2 separate regions of the Sus scrofa genome follow, and region 2 is linked to region 1. The links are chromatin contacts, called in public HiChIP or PLAC-seq maps. All regions are on one chromosome and are shown on one strand. Each heading gives the region's core, a stretch centred on a gene start, on an enhancer-like site or on the middle of the called end of the contact. The rest is flanking DNA. Distances are from core to core; before and after follow the strand shown. Region 1 holds the start of VASH1 (vasohibin-1). Region 2 holds the start of IRF2BPL (interferon regulatory factor 2-binding protein-like).

Region 1 (2,508 bases), core at 7-2,506:
AAGAGAGCCTCAAGGCCCCAGACTACATGGCTCAACAAAATGACCCCTGTCTATAAAAAAAAACCAAGCACTGCCCTGCAGGGGAGCCTGCATCTTCCTTGCTCAGAGCTCTTGACCACTCTGGTGGTCAATAAACTGTGCCTGCAATCTCACTGCTCCAGCCTCTGCCTCCTCCTTCCTGCCCCTTCCTTCTAACAAGTTCAACTAATCATCAGCTGTGTTAACTTGAAAAAGTGACTCACTGAGACTGGGCTTCTCCATCTGCATAATGAGTATGTTGTAGTTGCTGGTTCCTGGTGGCATTTACAGGCTTGGAGTCTTCCTGCCTCAGTCAGCATAAAAGGATCCCCCCTTAACTAGCTTTCTTGAAATCCACTGACCCTTTGCATTATGATCAGACCTGGTTTCTGATATGGGAGGCAGCAAGAGGGTGCTACTGAAGCTAGAGAACCTAAGATTCAGATACCAGGAACAACTTTAAGGAACAGATGGGGCATCACTGAGGACCTCGGGATTCCCCCGAGGCCTTCTCTGTCCCAGCCCAAGGGAAGTGGGACATGTGGCAATCACAGACCTAAAGAATCTGAATCTGCCTGCCTGGGCCCAGGAATCTGCATTTACTCTCAACACTGTTTTTCATACTAACTGCTGGTGGGGGAGAGGAGAGGAGTCGGAAAGCACGCATCCACCGCTGTCTCATTTTAGTACATCTTAGGAAAGTTCTTCGCTTTTGCCCCCAATTCACGCCTACCGCTCTGTGGGAGGGGGAGGGTGCCGTGGGCCTCCGCAGTCCTGGGCACGCACAACGAGCCGACCTTTAGCCTTTTTCTGGGCCGGCTGACCCTGCACCGTGGCTCGTGGTGCTGGGACTCGAGGGCAGCCTCCTTCCTGCGGTGGGCGCGAGGGCGCCCAGAGCCGGGTCCAGGGAGGCCCACTAAGGGCGAAGCCAGCGCAACCTGCTCTCACTGGCGGAGGTGGGGGGGGGGGCTGCTAGGGTGATTTTAACCCTTTCGCTTGCAGAGGTAGTGACCCTGACCCCTAAGTATCTTTCTTTAGGAACGCGCGCGCCAAGAGGACTGTGCTCACCCAGGGTGAAGGCCTCGGCTGAGGGGGAAACCGAGGCCCACAGAGGGGAGCGATCTATTCGTTATCCCACAGAAAAACAAACGCTGAATCCGGTCTGGAACCCTGGGTTTCCAAACCATCCTCTGGTTTCTACACCCCGAGAAGTCCAGCGAGGCAGGCAGTTCCCGTAGGAAAGTCCCGACCGCCGGCCTTCTGAGCCCGGCCGGAATCTCCGTGGACTTTGCGCTCGGTTGGGCACTTTGTAAACTTCCCCGGCAGCTCTGCACCGGCGTCGCAAGGCCTTTTGCGAGAGGTGAGAGGGGGAGCACAAGCCCACCCGCGTCCTAGAGACGACTTGAGGCAGAGGAATGGCTGCGGGAGGCGAAGAGCTGGGCGGGAACGCACTGGCCCTTTAAGGGGGGGACGGAGCGCATGCGCGGCGCGGGCTGGAGTCGCGCCGGGTGGGCGGCGGGCGGGCAGGGGACCCAGCCGGCGGCTGCTGGGCCCCCAGGCGGCAGGGGCAGCGGTGGCCGGAGCTTCACCGAGCCGCTGAGCCGCGATCTACGCGTGGATTCAGTTTTTTATGGGCTGCTTTCCGGGGACTAGCGCACCCTGCCCTTGCTGAGGCTTTGTCCCTTGCCTCCAGCTGCAGCCGTGCGTGCGCGAGCCTCTGGGCTTGCTCTCCCGGCCCCGAGGTCCTGTTTCCAGCCCTTGGCCGGGGGCGGGGTGGGGGGTGGCGGTAAGCGAGAGCCCGAGCGAACAGCTGCGCGAGCATCCTTTGCCTGCCTCCGCTGCGCCACCGCCCATGCTGCAGCCAGTCCGGGGCGGCGACCCTGTGGCCGCAGCCCGCCATTCGGTGACCTCAGCCTGGCCCCTACGCGCCGCCCGAGCCTCCCCCGCTGAGCCTCGGGCCCCAGAGCGGGACCTGCGCCCCGCGATGGCTCGGCTGGCGCAGCGCGGCGCCGGATGCCCGCCATCCGCCCGCTGAGACGCGCTGGGTTGGGGACCGGCGGGGCCTTAGCCCTCCCAGCTTCGCCTCCCCGCCGCGCCCTTCCCCATTCTGGGGGCTCCTCTCCTGTTTCCCGGGGCCGAGGGGACAGGGGGCTGAGACAAAGCCCACTTTGTGCGGGGAGTTGGCTGCGGGCGTGGAATGTGCGCGTCGGCGCGCGCCCCGCCAGCTGCGAGTCTACGCTCCCCGACTCATCCCTTTGGAGAAATCGCGCTCCCTCGCCGCCCTTCGGCCCGGGGGTCCGGGCTCCGAGCTGACGCGGCCTGGAGTCGCCTCGGTCCCCGACCCTGGAGCGCACAGGTGTGAGCGTACGATATTTTGTAGAGGAATTTGTTTCTGTCCAAAACTGGGAGCTGGGACGCCCAGTCGGCGTGGGCATTCGTGCCTTGACCCTTTCTTGGCCGCTGGTCTGAGCCGCCTGGCCTCAGTTTCCC
Region 2 (2,508 bases), core at 7-2,506, 210 kb after region 1:
GGCTGGGGAGGGAGTCTGGCTGCGGGGGAGGGAGGGGGGGCGAGAAAGTTCTGCCCCAGGGGCTGGAGGGAGCGCGAGTCTCCACCGCCGGCGCAGCGCCTCTCCGCGGGGGCTCCAGCGCCTGGGCGGCGGACGAGTCCAGCCCGCTCCTCGCCCCCACCTCCTACTGCGGCTGTCTCGTCGGGAGGGTAGCTCAGGCGCCTTCTTCCTGGTGTCGCGGACCTGGACTGGAAGCTCCGGGCCCGGGGGGAGGGGGCGAGGGTGCCGGGTGCTGGCCGCTGTGGGTTCTTGGCCCCCTCCCCGGAGTGGCTGGTGCGTGGAAGCTCGAAAGGGGCTGTCTCTTCCTCTCCTCTTGGAGGGGGGGCGCCCTACGACCTGCGTCCTCTCCCCGCCAGGCTCCCTGGGGCGAAGGCTATAGAGGGTTCAGTGCCACCCGGTGCCCGGGTCCAATCTTGCTGAAGTCGCTGCTTCCCGGGAGGGCCGGGGGAGGGGTTGGCAGCCGAGAGAGGAGCTTCTCCCCTCCGCAGCGTCGGCCGTTCCGCTGGCGGCGGCTGGGTTTGCACGGCCGGAGGGAGCCGCCGCGGCCACTGCTTCCAGGATGCACGCGAGCAGAGTAGAGGAGTGCACGCACGCAGGCTCCCGCCGCCCCCAGGCCTGGCGGGCGCCCGGGCCGCCGCGGCTGGCGGCGCTCACGTTGGCTGCAGGGCGCTCGCGCGGCGCCTCGGCCCGGGTCGCATCCCTTCCCGCTCACACTCGCCCGGAATGTGGGGTTGTGATTGTTACTCTACGTTCCGGAGGCGCGTCTCGGCGCTCCCGCTCGCGCTGCGGCTCGCGCTGTCCCGGGCTTGGCCGCGCGGGATGCCGCCCGGGCGGAGCGCTGACGTCACCGCCATGCTCTGCACCAGTTCTCCCCCCCTCCCCTTTACACTTCCTCTGTGGAGCCCACTTGTTGCTCGGGAAAGGCGCATGCGCGGCAGAGAGCCCAGATTCCTCCCAGTCGGCCCCTCCTCCGCGCCTCCGCCCTCCCCTCCCCCCTCGCCGTGTGTGTACAACAGCTGAGGCCCCGCGAGCTAAGGCTGGAAGTCCAGGGCTGGGGGTGGAAATTAAACAGACGATGACCTTTCCTTTCCCCGCCCGGCTTTCCCAAGTAAAAACGCATTTAAAAACCACAAGCGTCGTTTCCGATCCCGCTCCCCACCCCACCCCTGGCAGCGGATTTAAATGTCCTGTTTCAAGATTTTCGCCTTGAATTCCACGTAGGTATTATCCATTTCATCGGCAATCAAACCTTTCCCCCCGCCCCCCCTGTGGAGGTCACATCTTTGCTACCACTGATGCCGAAGCACCTGTAAAATTAGCTGTGTTCCAGTCTTCCAAAAATTGCCTTTTCGCTTTGTTTTTGTGCCCTGGTCTAGGAACCTGCGCTTCAACAACGGAGCTAAATGAATTCAGGGGGAGATACCCCTCCCCCAAGCCGCACTCTAAAAATTTTGGCTGAATGTCTAAAGAAGCTATGAGCACCCGGAGGCCTTTAAGGAAAACAGTCCACTGGCTGCACACAGCTGCAGCTGGGGGCAGGGAGGGGGAGGTGCTGGAGAGACCAAACAGGTGAGTGGTTTTTCCGGGTTTGATTTAAAAAAAAAAAAAAAAAGGTGGGCTCAACATTTAATAGTATTGATATCTCTTTGTAAAACAGCCGCAGTTTTCAAAGTTCCTTCTCATGTGCTGTGATTTCATTCCATAGTGCTCCAGAAGGCTGAGCAAGGCCCCCATCACTTCTCATCATTATTGTTGATTGCAGACCAGATGTGTTGGTCATAGGGCTAGTTGGGGCATTTCAATTGATTTTTCTAAGTATTGGGTCTGCTTTCCCCCCACCATGAAAATTGAGACAATCCTGGACAAGGCTGGAGTGGGGGCAGACAATATAATGGAATTTCAGGTTCCGGAGCCTGGCACACTAGGTTGGAATTTCCTCTCTATCACTTACTGGCTTTGTGACCTTGAGTTAGTTACTTACCCTAAGATAATAACATCTGTTTTCCATCTGTAAAATGGGATCAGAGCTCCCAGCTTATTAGAACTGTTTTAAGATTTCATTTTGTTTCTTGTCCTGATGGGAGGCAACTCACTGAGACTTGTTGGAAGCCAGATACTGTTAGGTGGTTTAGTTGCATCATCATTACATTCTCAGTATTATCTGCAAGGTAGATTCTATTATTAACTCTGTTTTACAAGTTCCGAAAGTAGAGAGGTTAAATAAGTTGCCCAAGGTCACACAGCCATTAGAGACAGAACTGGGATCCGAATCCAGAAAAATCTGCTTTGAAAGGTGGCTTTGACAAGCTTAGGTTCTCAGAGATGGTTTGGGAGTGCTCAAAATGTCCATCATGCCCCCCCCCCATTTGTTGCATACAATCTCATGTAAAGTTCTGTGCAAATACATCTTCATAATTAACCCCCCCCATCCTCCCCTTCCAAATAGATTGTGCCACTGAATTCTTCCAC

Evidence for each region. HiChIP or PLAC-seq counts read pairs in DNA pulled down with a chosen protein or histone mark.
Region 2: an H3K27ac HiChIP or PLAC-seq map of alveolar macrophages shows a contact between it and region 1. The contact joins the promoter of IRF2BPL here to the promoter of VASH1 in region 1. A contact is called at or near these places in 2 of 2 datasets of contacts at active chromatin or transcription factors (alveolar macrophages and skeletal muscle).

The regions. Positions count from the first base shown.
Region 1 is chr7:99,909,388-99,911,895 of Sscrofa11.1, forward strand. VASH1 (vasohibin-1) reads left to right here and starts at 1,257. Exons shown (of 8, transcript XM_003128659.5): 1 at 1,257-1,378. It overlaps LOC106504512 (a long non-coding RNA gene), which reads right to left and starts at 1,070. Exons shown (of 4, transcript XR_001298050.2): 1 at 243-1,070.
Region 2 is chr7:100,122,564-100,125,071 of Sscrofa11.1, forward strand. It overlaps IRF2BPL (interferon regulatory factor 2-binding protein-like), which reads right to left and starts at 1,257. Exons shown (of 2, transcript XM_001928316.6): 1 at 1-1,257.